2 separate regions of the Macaca mulatta genome follow, and region 1 is linked to region 2. A link is a contact called in public Hi-C data. All regions are on one chromosome and are shown on one strand. Each heading gives the region's core, a stretch centred on a gene start, on an enhancer-like site or on the middle of the called end of the contact. The rest is flanking DNA. Distances are from core to core; before and after follow the strand shown. Region 1 holds the start of WDR36 (WD repeat domain 36). Region 2 holds the start of SLC25A46 (solute carrier family 25 member 46).

Evidence for each region. Hi-C and Micro-C count contacts between places; a contact is called where the count stands out from the background.
Region 1: a Hi-C map of fetal cortical plate shows a contact between it and region 2, with 3 times the contacts expected there. The contact joins the promoter of WDR36 here to the promoter of SLC25A46 in region 2. A contact is called at or near these places in 3 of 14 Hi-C or Micro-C datasets (fetal cortex germinal zone, fetal cortical plate and liver).

Annotation. Positions count from the first base shown.
Region 1 is chr6:119,888,283-119,895,273 of T2T-MMU8v2.0, reverse strand. It overlaps WDR36 (WD repeat domain 36), which reads right to left and starts at 3,312. Exons shown (of 23, transcript XR_013418193.1): 1 at 3,010-3,312; 2 at 692-719. TSLP (thymic stromal lymphopoietin) reads right to left here. Exons shown (of 4, transcript XM_078004476.1): 4 at 3,359-3,532. The coding sequence ends at 3,359.
Region 2 is chr6:119,555,775-119,563,041 of T2T-MMU8v2.0, reverse strand. SLC25A46 (solute carrier family 25 member 46) reads right to left here and starts at 5,631. Exons shown (of 8, transcript NM_001266009.2): 1 at 5,282-5,631; 2 at 2,453-2,495; 3 at 745-802. The coding sequence starts at 5,564. TMEM232 (transmembrane protein 232) reads left to right here and starts at 5,750. Exons shown (of 14, transcript XM_078004471.1): 1 at 5,750-5,962; 2 at 6,592-6,683.

The DNA of each region.
Region 1 (6,991 bases), core at 2,063-4,562, 330 kb before region 2:
CTAGGCTGGAGTGCAGTGGCACGATATGGCTCACTGAAACCTTCACCTCCCGGATCCAAGCAATTCTCCTGCCTCAGCCGCCTGAGTAGCTGGGACTACAGGCACCTGCCACCACACCTGGCTAATTTTTTGTATTTTTAGTAGAGATGGGGTTTCACTGTGTTAGCCAGGATGGTCTTGATCTCCTGACCTCGTGATCCACCTGCCTCGGCCTCCCAAAGTGCTGGGATTACAGGTGTGAGCCACCGCACCCGGCCTAACTTTAAAATAGAGCCTGCTAACCAATCACTATCAGGAACAGAACCAACCAACAGCATGTGCCTTCTGATACAATTCACCGTGATTCCTCCCAACGGGTACAACCTGAATCTAATCCTGAAGAAATGTCAAAAAATCTCAAACTGAAGGACATTCTAAATGAGCCTGTACTCCAAAAATGTCAATGTGTCAATGTCATCAAGCACAAAGAAAGTCTAAAGAACCGTTCCAGATTAAAGAAAATAAAGATACGTAACAACTGAAAGCAAAACATGATTCTATCCTGGCACCCTTTTTTGTTGCTGATAATGTAAGTTTATAAGACATACATGTTACCCTGGCTTCTTTATATGTTCTGTAAGTCTCAAATTTATGTCAAAATAAAAAAAATTTTTTTAGATGTGCATAAATTCAGAATAAAGTCCATACTTACTTACTGCAACCAGACTAAGTTTCTGAACCTGTTTAAAAAAAGAAAAAGGGTTAAATTTTCATTAACAAACACAATCATAATAACCTAACACCTGAAGAGTAAGCTATAACCTCACACGTATATTTGCTATGCTGTCCTTCGTAAGAAAGACACTTACTGACTCTAATTTTCATTACTAGGGAAGTTTATATTTTCAACTATATTTCACCAGGAGTAGTAATGGAAGGGGTAGGTAAATGTTTTCTATAATGGGCCAAATATTAACTATTTTAGGCTTTGCAGGCAATGCATGTGGTCTCTGTTGCAACTACTAGCTTCTGCCACCATAGCATGAAAACAGTCATACTTAATACATAAATAATGTGCATGGGTATATCAAACTTTTACCTATAGGTACTGAAATTTGATTTTCACATAGTTTTCATGTCATGAAATATCCTTCTCCCCACCCCCAGCCTACCCCCACAAACATTTAAACATGTCAAAATCATTCATAACTCCTGGGTCATACAAAGCCAAGCAGTGGGCTAGACTGGCTTGCAGACTGTAATTTGCTCACCCCACTCATGGCTACTGATCCAGCTGTATGACCCTGGAAAAATAAGTTCCCTGTGCCTCAAATTCTTCATCTGTAAAACAGGTATTTATTTACTTTATGGGATTGTTATGAGGATTCAACGAATAAATTTGTGTAAAACAGAATGGGGTCAGTCATATAGTAATTGCTCAATACATGATAGCTGCTACCATCACTATCACCACCTATTCACAACTTGTCTAGTTTCCCCTGCAGAAGAAACTGATCTGTAGGACTGTAGGAAGTCTGACTGGGGACAGCATATACAGCCATAGTCATGGGATAGAGCACTTGTAGACCCAATTAGTGACTTAAGTTCATTAGCTCCATTTTTTTTTTTTTTCTTTTTACTCCCAAGTATTTTCTGTTTCAGAGGTCATAGCCCAATGCATTGGTTAATCTGAGCAGTGTACAGTCTGGGTAAAGAACATTTACATGCCATGATGTTACGAATGTATCATCAGTGTTAGCACTAGACGAGACGTTAAAAGCCATCTTTATTATGACTAAATGTCAATGCACAGTAAGTAAATTGTTAACTTTATAAAATGTGCAAATAAGTTACTCTCCTCACCACAGGGTTTCTTTGGAAGTTGAATATAAGGAAAAACACCTGTGTCTGTGTGTAACGCAGTGTCAGGAAAGACACTGTACCAAAGACAAGATTTCAAGAGTTATTTAAGTAATAAACTTAGAAAAATTACATTTCAAGGAAGAAAACATTAACCAGCAAAAGTAAACTTGGCAAGCAAGGAACAAGTGTAGAGAATGGTAACACTAAATACTCTCACATGATATCTTAATGATATGTCTAACCCACCCTGTCTCCATTACCAACTCAGACTCTGAGAAACCCAATTGCTCTTAACCTCAGCTCTGCCCTCACTTTCCTCTTCCACTAACTCAACTGGTTCCTAACTCCCAGCTCTTCTTGCTAATAAGCCATTCACAATCCTCCAAGAGAGACAACTCTACAACATGTTTTCCAGAAAATAAAGTACTTATTTAACACTATTATCATCCTCATCAAGGTTCCCGCTCTCAGAGAGCTTACATTCTTTTGGAGAAGACAAAAGAAACAAGTAAACAAGAGACACTATTACAATGATTTATGAGCCATTAAAGGAGAAAAAAAATCAACACTAACAAGTAATTTATCTGAAATTTACTTTTGTAGTTTATATAAAGGTGCTACGGTATAACGATACCTATCTTGCAAAGAAACAGCTGCAAGGCTTAGAGTGACAGTGCCAGACACTTTGCATTAGCTGAAAATAACTGATTGCCATCAAATACTTTCCCTAACGGTAATTAATCTCACCATCTGCGGTTCTCCCAATGTTACCTAGAGTGAATTTCTAACCCAGCTCGTGTCACCAATAACGTAATAGCGTGCATGTTTTTCTCTCTCATTAAGAATGCAAGAGGTAGAGGTTTGTCTTAATTATGTTTCCACCTTCAAGGGAAGGTCAATATTCACTGAACAAGTATTATTGCCATACAACTGAGGGGTTATCTAGCAGTTTCCCCTTGGCCAGGCTGCCTCTGAAACTCGCCCCAGGAGGACTGCAAGTGCTAAATCAGCACGTGGATGTGACCGATGGCGAAATATTAATAGGACAGGGAGGGGTTAAAGAAGGGAAGCCCGTGGTAGATGGTAAGGGTGAACCGGATTGCTCCAGGACAGAGTTAGGGGCCAAGGAGGGTGGTTCCTGGGAAGTCAACGAAAGAAGTCACTCACGTCATAGGTGTGGAAACTCTTGCCCACGCAGGTTGTTACATAGAACCGGCGCTTGAGCGCGCTGAACCGCACCACGTGTGGAATGTCGTTGCTGAAAAGTCCCAAGGCCCGGAACCCCGCAAACAGCGCGCTGGCCGTGCGCCTTTCTGAGGCCCGTTCCATTGCCGCCGCGATCCCGGCTCCGCTCAGCTCTGGTCCTGAAGGAAAACACGTATCCAGTCCCTTCAGCGTGTCTAGTGGAACAGTCATCTACTAGAGCTGAAGACAGAAGACCGCTTCCGGCGCCCGCTGCGAATCGCGTTTCCGGAGACTGCCCTCAGTGCAACACATAAAGTTCTCCCTCCAGAGCTCACATGAGAGGCGTGACTTTGGTTCCGTTGGCCAAGGTCTCCAGCATGTTGCCTAGCATTGTTCTCCAGCTCTTTTGCGGCGGAAGGAAGCTCCTGAGGTTCCGACGGAACCGCAAGGGCGGGAAGCAAAGAGGGAAGCGCGACGCCCAGGAGAGTGGAGGAGAGATCGACGCCTTGGACATGGAAACGATTTAAACATGTGATTATTTTAAAATGTACAAAAACATGAGACTGGAAAAATTTAAACATTGGATATCTGATTATATTAAGGAATTATGTTTAATTTTTGCATGTGATAGTAGCATTATGATTACGTAAAGATCCTCATCTTTTGGATATATACTGACATATTTACAGATGAAAACTATAATGGGACATTTCAAAGATGACAGAGGGATTCACTCATAGACTCTCTGGGTTGTAGAACTAATTATTTGGGGAAAGGGAACTGCTCACTTGGGCAACTTGGATAACTGTAGATTCCTCCGAGAAAAGGAAGATAAATATTAAATGTTATTGGGACCTCTGGATTAAGTCAGTATTCCTTGAGGTCGGCTGTCAAAAGCAGACAGTAGGGGTTCTAAAGAGGAGCTCATCATAATGCAAAGGGGAGTCTGGGCAGTTCATTAGAGCTAAGTGCCTTAGGATGCTGAAGAAGACTGATTCCAGTGAAGTGGGTGTCAAGACACCTCACTCCTCGAGAGCCAACTGCCTTACCAAGATGTAGCTTTGGGGAACGATCTCTGATCATGTGAACGTTAACTAAAACAGTGGTGACGTTAGAGCCCAGGACCAAAGTTTGACATATGGAATAACCTCTTATCTTACTGTTTTATTTCCATTTCACTTCGTTTATGAAAATGTTTTGGCAGCCTATTCAGATTTGGGTTGAGTGACTAATGTAAATATACTTGTACTTGAGAGGGATAAAGAGAGTATATTTACTAATGTAAATATACTTGTGCTTGAAAGGGATAAGGAGGGTCTGTCTCTACACAGATCAGTGTACTCTCTTGGGTTCCTTCCAGTTCTAAAATGTAATTATTTTATTATGAAACAAAAGTAACTTGTTAGCTAATTTGAATATCTGACTCATACACTCTTGAACAAAAAAAAAAATCTTGATTTATTTTATAGTTCTGGCACAGAGCCTCAAACACTTTGGATGTTAAGATCATTAAGAAGCATATGATAACAGAATGAGAGCTTGTTATTTAGTCCTTGACATGTTGTACTTACTTGTGATTTCATTTGTACCCCGGATTTCTCAATAGCAGTGCACATTTTCAGCCATATTTGTGGTATGACTTAAAAGTGAACAAGTTGCTAATTATTTGTAAACGTTATTTAAATTAAAAAAGAGGGGAAAAGAGCATCTCACTGTACTATTAACTTATTTATTAGGCTTATTTTAATAGTTTAGTGGGTAAGCTCCATAAAGGCAGAGAATTTTTTTTTTCTGTTTTGTTCATTAATACATAACAAGCACCCAGAACAGTATCTGGAACAAAAGGGGTGCTTAATAAACATTTGTTTAAAAAAAAAGTTACATTTAAGTAATAAAATGCTAAAAATGTGGAATGTTCTCTTTTTTTTATGTTAGTCATGTTCCCTCCCAAAGTAATGAGTTGTGTACTTTAGCATCTCCAATATTTAAACTTCCTCCTGTAAGAAGATGTGTCTCTCTGTCCTTTGGCCAAGACTTGCAGTAAATCCTTCATAGTGGAGCACGAATAGGAAGCGTTTGACTTACTTTGGCCAGTGCATATAAGCAAACATGATGTTCAGCAAGTCCCAGCAGATGCTTAAGAGCCATTATCTGTTTCTACCAACTCTCTTGCTCTTTTCTGTTGCCAAAAGAGAAAGGTATGTCTCAAATAGGAGCTGCTTTTTCAGCCTGGGTCCTGAAATGAGAAGGTCTGTAGATAAAGCCTGCAGCTGACTTGAGGTTGCCAGTTTGTAATGTGAGTGAGAATTAACTGTTGTTGCTAGCCAGTGAGATTTGGTGTTTGTTTGCCTTCTAATTACAACCTAGCAAAAGTCTATGTGAATTTTGGAGAAATGTTGGAAAATTAGCATCTAAAAATAAAAATATATAGTTTGTTTTTCTTTATAGAAGTATTAAAGCTGCATTTGCTTAATTCAGTTTTTGAAAAAATGTTGACCAAGACAGGACTAAGCCCCTCCTTTTATCATCAAAGGAGGCAACTCTATATGCTGGTAAAGTTATTTGTCAATGTTCTTTGTTAAAAAAGAAAAAAAAAAGCTCCTTTAACTTTTAAGAATCAAATATCAATTTTTCATTCTATCCTTATCAAAATAAAGGTGAGGGGAAACCATATCAGCAACAAGAAAGCAAAACTTTATGGATATAAAGAAATAAAGAATTATATCAGCAGTAGACTTTCTTGTATTTTGTTTTTTTTTTTTTTTTTTTTTTTTTTTTTTTTTTTTTTGAGACGGAGTCTTGCTCTGTTGCCCAGGCTGGAATGCAGTGGCCCAATCTCAGCTCACTGCAAGCTCTGGCTCCCGGATTCACACCATTCTCCTGCCTTAGCCTCCCAAGTAGCTGAGACTACAGGTGCCCACCACCATGCCTAGCTAAGTTTTTGTATTTTTAGTAGAGACGGGGTTTCACCGTGTTAGCCAGGATGGTCTCAATCTCCTGACCTTGCAATCTGCCCGCCTTGGCCTCCCAAAGTGCTGGGATTACAGGCGTAAGCCACCACGCCTGGCCAGCAGTAGACTTTCATACAGCAGTCTTAGCCTCTGAATGAAGGAGACGAAAGTGAGAATATAGATTATATAAATAGCATAACTAACCATGTAGTCTCAATATGAAAATATCCAACTTTATATGCTTAAATCACAATTTGCAACTTCCTTTTATTGACCATGAAACATTGACACAACTGACTGTATACTATACTAGTCCACCAAGAAAGCCTGAGTATATTTAAAAAAACAGAGATATATGATCCACATTGTTACAACATTTGGGAAAGTTCTTACTAAATTAATATAATGCATCCTCTTGCCCATTACTTTTAATTGACTTAATTTAAATGACTAATTTTATATTAAGACATCTATGGAATACATAGAATAAAATATATAAATTATACAATTTTTTAAAGATAAAGCAGAAGATTCAAAGAAACTGCACTTAGTGGGATGACTTTGAGTTGTCTCCTTTCTCCCTAATCCTCAATTCATTTAGGGGAATTGGGCCCAAAATTTTATGAAAAATTGTGTGTATTTATTTTCATAGTTCAGTAAAATCTAGTCAGTGAATCCCTACTAAAATGGAGTTAATATACTTAAAGAAATTTCTCTTGTAATAGCATTTAAGGGTTTGGGTCAGGTCTTCAGAGGAAGATTTTTAGAAAGGCATGTCTTGATTTTCCTCAGGACAAAAGAAACTGCCTATTCAGCTACACCCTGAGCTTCTCTGGAAAAAGGCTGAGTCTTTCTTTTCTATCCCCAGTGTTTGACTGAAGGCTTGTTCCACAGTAAGTGCCCTTTAAATGCTTACTGGACATATAATGTAAGCTTCCTCTTACCTGTTGGTAGGTAAGATGGATTTAAGGACATTGAACTTCCCCCCTTCTGTCATGGTTTAGCCCCAACTA
Region 2 (7,267 bases), core at 4,382-6,881:
ATTTTATAATCAAATGTCTTAACATCAGGAAGATATATATAACTCATTTGGTCAATATTTTTCAAATAACTTATGCACAATTATACAGAATCATGCATAAGTAAAAATATCTATTCAAGATGCAGTATAATTAAATAGATTTTTTAATGTAACAAAGTGTAAAGAGTTCACTAAAATGATTTCTGATTTCACATTGCAAATAACCTTTAAGAAACTACCACACAGTGAGTTTTGGTGCAATTGCAAAGAATACCCACAATTATCTCAAAAGAATATAATATACTCCTCTCCTGCTTTCAACTACACATGTGTACAAGACTAAACTTCCTTGCTTCTTTCAAAAACCACGTGATGCAACAGATTGACTGCAGAAGCATATGAGAGAAACTGGCTCTCTCCTATTATGTCAGGTGTTAAAAATATTTGCAAAAATGCAAAATACTTTCATAAAAATATATTATCTTACTAATAGATGTATTATTTTAATGAATTATATAGATACATTGAAATTTTCCCAATTTTAATTTCTGAAATGGTAAATATCAGCAGATATGACCAAAATAAACCAAAGTTATTTAGGATCCTCAATATTTTTTTAAGACTTTAAAGAGGTTTTGAGACCAAAAAGTTCGGAACATTTCACATGAAGTAACAATTACCTGGTTTCATGTCATTTATGTAAGTTCTGCCCTTCATATTAGGGTCAGAAGTATTGCTTCAAAAGATCAAAGAAATGACATTTACCTGACATTGGCGGCGTAGAACAATGCAAGGATGTGCCAATACATTTTCTGTAAAGAGACTATATAAAAATAATTTATATATATGTATGTCTACATAGAGACAAATTAAATTTACAACATGTATCTTTCTGAAATTATTCTTGCCTGAAGAATCATGCATTACTTTGTTTTCCATTCTTAAAAAAATTAAACAGATCTTTAAAAATGTCTAGAAATGTTTGCAAATGATTCTACCCATAACAAAATTCAATATGAAATGAATGAAAACCAGATCTGCATACTAGTAAATAAGGGAAACAATACATAATACATAATAGTAATGTCTGTAGTGTAAGATGAAACTAGATCTCTGTTTGTTTAATGTGGGAAATGACACATCAGTTAAATGGCATTTAATGCTGCAAATTATTTCGTTCAGAAAATATCCAATGAACAACATGCCTATCAGCAGAGCCATTTGATCTTCATGAACCCCATTCTAAAAATGTTGGTTTTGATGCACTTCAATTATAAGGTTTAAGTATAAATTTAAGTATAAACCTTAAATTATAAGATTCTTAATGACCATGTTAATTGACTAATATTTATGTATCAAATTTCTGATTTGAGAATGTGCCCCACAAAACAATTACAGCTGTGGATTTCAGGTCTCAGAGTGACATATAAATACACGTACACACATATTTATATGTAATAATAGTCTATCAAATGAATCAAAGCTTTAAGTATAAATATTGAAGCAAAAAACAACTCCAGCAGAATGGAAAACACAGATTTTATTTATATTGACATTAACACCCTCGGGTTCAATAATGCAAATAAGGTATTTTTCTTGGTTAAAATGTTTAAAATGATAGTGATCATTATGGCATGAAATGTAAGCTTTGTGCAATTCCAATATTTTTGAAAATGGTTTTCACTAAGGATCACAATAATCAAGACTAAAGGCTTTTCTTAAAATGATCGTTAGATATTAAAAAAAAAAAATAAAGTAATGCTATCACCAAACGCTGATTATGAACACAATCTAGATGCTATGCTGCTAAATATCTTATAAGCATTAGAATGTTTAGAGAGAAGCCTCCATGCACAATTACTTTTTTGATGGGAGAGAGACAGATTACATTTCATTTTATTCTTTGGATAGACCCATGAAAAGAATGAAAACCAGATCTGCAAACAGGTAAGTAAGGGAAACAATACATAATATTAATATCTACAGTATAAAATTAAACTAGATCTCTATATGTTTGACGTGGGAAATGCCATGTCAATTACATGGCATCATTAAATGCCATGTAATTTTTATTTCTTTCAGAAAATGTCCTATGAACAAAGTTCCTGTCAGCAGAGTCATTTGATCTTCATGAACCCCATTCTAAATTACTTTTTTTGATGGGTGAGAGATAAGATTACACTTCATTTTATTCTTTGGACAGACCCATGAAAACAATTACAATACTCATTACAAAATTACTTTGTGTTTATAAAATTGGATGACTAGTCTATCCTTACTGGAAAAACTATCAAATTATATGTTTTAAATAATGATCATGTTTTTTTTTCTGCAAAATATTATTCCAAATTTAAGCTGCTGCTTCAAAGAAACAACCTAAAGGAAGCAATAATAATCATTTAATATTATAAATTAAAGAAAAACTCTAAATTAAATAAATAAAAGCTTTAAACGTCTTTAGATAAAACATTACCTTGCAAGTCCAATACCAAATCCAGCAAATCTATTCAGCTGTTCTAAAGTAAAAAAAAAAAAAAAAGAAAAAAATAAGATTACTGATAACCAATATTTAGGTTTAGTCTAAAAACAATTTTTAAACATTTATTTTATTAACCTGCTGTTCATTTAAACTTCAAAGTCAAATTCTGATGGGGCCAGGGAAATAATTTAAATGAATGAAGGACTCTGCTGGGGTTTGTGGCAAATTGCAAGGTGTACAGCCTTTAAAGCACAATTACTCTTTAACTCCAATTCATTGTTGCCACATGAGAGTGTGGGCCCAGGGTTTTGAAGCTGTAATTTTTTTCAAAAAAAGATATTCTCATTTTATAGAAAAGCTTCCAATTTTGAAGTCCTGGACAACTATTTCAGAAATTGTTAAAACACTGTCTGGGCCTAATGAAACAAATATGCAGACAGAACCTAAGGGCTAGCAGTTTTCAGCTTCTGATTCCAATCAAATAAAAAATTTTCTATGGTTGGCCGCAGCTGATATTTTACCTACGACTTTACCTTCTATGCTGTAAAAACTAGTTATTCACTGTTACTGATGGAGAGCACTTTATTAAACCAATAACTGCAAGTAAAGCACCTCTAAATTATTAATTTGAAAGGGTACTTAGGGATAACCAAAATCGGTAAATACAGTTCTCTTCTTCCCCATCTCTTCAAGTTTTAAATAGTTTGAGGCTAGCTGTTTAATTAATCGGAGTAGGTTACTGGATATGTATGTGCTACTACAGATGGTATGTCTGTTGTGTTACTGGAAAAGTTCACAGCTGGAAACATTCCTATGCATATGTCAGAAGAGAAAAGCTTTCTTCCTGACTAAACTCAAAGTCATAGTGGTGAACTATTACAACCCCAGGGAACCAGACATTAAATTCTAACTATAATACAATATTCACAAATTACAATTCTTTCTTCTCTTTCAAATGAAGCAATTGCCCTCACTATTCCCTTTCAATCAGAACAAGGCCACCTAAGCATGTTCCTGGGAAACTACGCGGTTCACCCTAGAAAAATGTACAAGCTAAATAGAAAGCTTCTTTTACCTACCTAAGGCACTTTTTCCTTAGATTTTACCCTTTTGTTTTGTTTTGAGACGGAGTCTCGCTCTGTCGCCCAGGCTGGAATGCAGTGGTGGGATCTCAGCTCACTGCAAGCTCCGCCTCCTGGGTTCAGGCCATTCTCCTGCCGCAGCCTCCCGAGTAGCTGGGACTACAGACGCCCGCCACCACATCTGGCTAATTTATGGTTTCACCATGTTAGCCAGGATGGTCTTGATATCCTGACCTCGGGATCCGCCCTCCTAGGCCTCCCAAAGTGCTGGGATTACAGGTGTGAGCCACCGCGCCCAACCTTACTCTTTTTATATGTATAGATCATCCCCAAACAGTAACAGAAAATGCTACTAACATTTTCTGGAAGGTGTTAGGAAGATTTACTATTGTTTACTGTGTAAATCTCTTTGGTGTCTAAGTTTGTTGCAAAATTAACATTCACACACCTCTTACGGCTGCAAAATTAACCCCTGGTTGTGTCAAGGAACTCTTCCTCATTGTAACCATCAAAGCATAACTTATGAAAAGATAAAAACATAAACTTTACTGCCTAAGAAGATAACTGTGTAGCAACGGTATATGCATTTTTGAATTATTTGATTTATAACTTGTAAAACCTTTCCAGTATTCTTCTGGACTAGTATTGGGACTAGTACGACACAACGGGAAAAAAGCAAAAAACAAAAAACAGCGAAGAGTCAAAAAGCTAATTGTATGACAATTAGCTAGGTAAGTCATCTATCCTTCTTCACATTCTCATTTACTCACTAGGCATTCGTTAAAGTCTATTCTTCCTAGTTGAATAAATATTATTTTATTTCCAAGTCAAAGTCGAGGAAATGAGAATAAAGCCGATATCTACAATAAATTTAATATTAAATAATACCATTAATCTATTATTCTAACAATTGCAGAATAGAAAGAAGTAGCTATTATTCTTTATGAATAAAAAAGGATGTTGAAAATATGTACATTATGCAGTGTTGCAGCTTTTCTGATATCCCATAGAGAATAATTATGTCATGATTCCAAAGTCCTATCTTGAAATTGTATTCATGTTTCTAACTTTTATATGTAGTTTTTAGGTCAGAAGAAAGAAAGCAGAAGGGAAAATTATAGGAAGGAAACTTTCTAGACTGGGGATCTGAAAAGCAGATAAAACTCCTGTGTTTAAAAAGGAAAAGGAAGGAAACTTTTTTTTTTTTTGCCTATGTATCCCATACTGGATTCTTCTACACATCTTAAAGATGAGAAAACTGAGGGCTCACAGAGGTTAAGTTGTTCAGATTACGAGTGGCACAACCAAGTTTGAACCCAAATTTGCTTATGCTGAAAGGCTTCTCTCTTCAGAACACAAAACTACGAGTAAACACATTCATTAATTAATTAAATCGAGAAAATACAGCTGCCAAAGTTAATCAGGTAACAGTAAATAATCCAAACTCCTTTTTAACTCTGGCCATCAGTTGGGACACCAAAACCTCTAAAAATTCCTACTATGTACCCCATAGCTAAGGCAGATGTCTTTTTTGGAATTGATCCAGGAGAATTCGTTTGCGTGAGGAAGAGGGAGAAGGCCGGCTTCAGGGGCAGAGGACGAAGGAGGGCAAAGGGTGTGGCGCCCGATAGGATGAAAAGGAGCAGGAGGCGGGACCCTCTGCGCCGCTTCCGGGGTCTGCAGGCCTCAAGCCGCCGCCCCACTAACCCACCATCCCTGCGTCGGTCCCCGTGCTTCTCACCACTGCTCTGCCCCTGCACACCGCCGCCGCCGCCAGTGGAAAAGGGTTCTTCCGTGGGGCCTTCGTACGGGGTGGAGGTGGTGGGCACGCCGTAGGGGGGGCTCTTCTCGCCCCAGTGCAGGTTGCGGCTGCCGGGGATGTCTGGGGGAGTCGTCACCCAGTGGCCCAGGTCCGCCCCGGTGCTGAAGGACCTTGCAGGGAAAGCGCCGCCGAAGCCCTGCTCGTCCCGGGCACCGCCCCGGTAGCCCAAGCCATCAAATCCGTCCGGGCGCCGCGGATGCATTGCAGCGGGGGCAGGATGACGCGAGCCCGCCCGGAGCCCACCACCACCCGGGCCACCGCGACCTAAGACCACACAGTTTCCCCTAGGCAGCCGCCGCGTCTGGGGGATATTCTGACAACCGGAAGTCACGTTAGAAACCCGGAAGTCTTGGGAGCACGTGATTATAGCCTCTTCCGGCAACCATTAGTGGGCACGGTTGCTAGGGAGACACGGCGGTAACCTATAACTTAAAACTTTGTTGTCATTAGGGAATAGGTGGGAATATGGTTGTGGGATTAATGAAACACGGTACCAAAGAGATTCCAGAAAGAGAATTGGTGTAGGAATAGGGCCTACATGGGAGGAGGTCAAAGATGCTTCTTGGAGGGAGCCGATAACCCGCGAGTGGAGCTTACCCGGTGAGATCTCGGCCAGAAATACCTCATGTCACAGCTACGCCCCAGATCTCAGTGTATTCTCACGGGGCTGGTGCCTCACCTGCTCCGAGGAAGCTAGTAAAGGTTGGAGTTGTGGAGGGTTGGTAACCTTCTACCTAGCTTTGTCTCCCGCACTTGCGGTTTTGGATAAAATCTATTGAGAGATATGGTACCGCCCAGTGAGCGCGAAAGTGCTATGGACCACCAGAGCAAGCATTTTAAAAGTTCAGGTGAACGTCGGGGGAGAAGGAAACCCACGTACTCGAATACTGCCCTCGTGGAGTGAGGAATTACGGGTTTTACTTTTCTAAGGCTGTAAAGAAACTAGTTTTCTGTCGTATTTTTCCCGATGTATCTAAATCACTCAGGGTATTGAAATCCCAGTTGTATCTTTCAAAATCGGGACCTCTAATTAAATAACTGAGAAGAGTTCTGTAGAGGGTCCCCTACTACCTGTTTTCATTAGGTCCACGGGCTCTTGGGGCAGGCTCCCTCCTCAGATCTGAGGAAGCCTTCCATGGGTTCATCCTATGTTCCTTCAACTCGATGGACGCCCAGGATTCCTAGAGCTTTTCCAAGAGAACTCTGACGTGCTGTTCTCGACCTTCCAGATGCGAACCTTGATTGAAAGTGATAATCAGCTTTGTTTTGAGCGAAGTGACATTTTTGTTTACAGTTTTATCACTACTTTTATTTTTTGTGGGTATGTAATAAGTGTATATATTTATGGGTTACATGAGATATTTTGATACAGCATGCAATGTGTAATAATAACATTTGGGTAAATGGGATGTCCATCACCTGAAACATTTATCCTTTCTGTTGCAAACAATCCAATTACACTCTTCTTCGTTATTTAAAAATGTACAATTAACATTTTTAAATAACGAAGAAGAGTGTAATTGGAATGTTTGTACAATTAACATTTTTAAATAACGAATTGACATTCTTAAATTTGATTGCGATGCAGCATGGACAAAGGTGTTGAGTCTCTTGACAATACTCAAAGGTGTTGAGTATTACTGGTGTACTAATACCAAATTACTGGATAGTTAATATCAAACATAAAAAATATTTATCTATTCCTTTGGAATGATTGGCTCAAGGATGGTATTGTTTCAGGTCGTAAGCTATTTTTTTTTAAGGAGAAAGGTAAGAAGGTCTAATTATGTCTGTACTTTTAATATAAAAACAGTGGCATCTCAGAATTTCACATCCATATGAGTGGAGAAAGGATGAATTATTGAACGGAGAGCAGCTGGGTAGCCAGTTGAGGGGGAAAGCAAG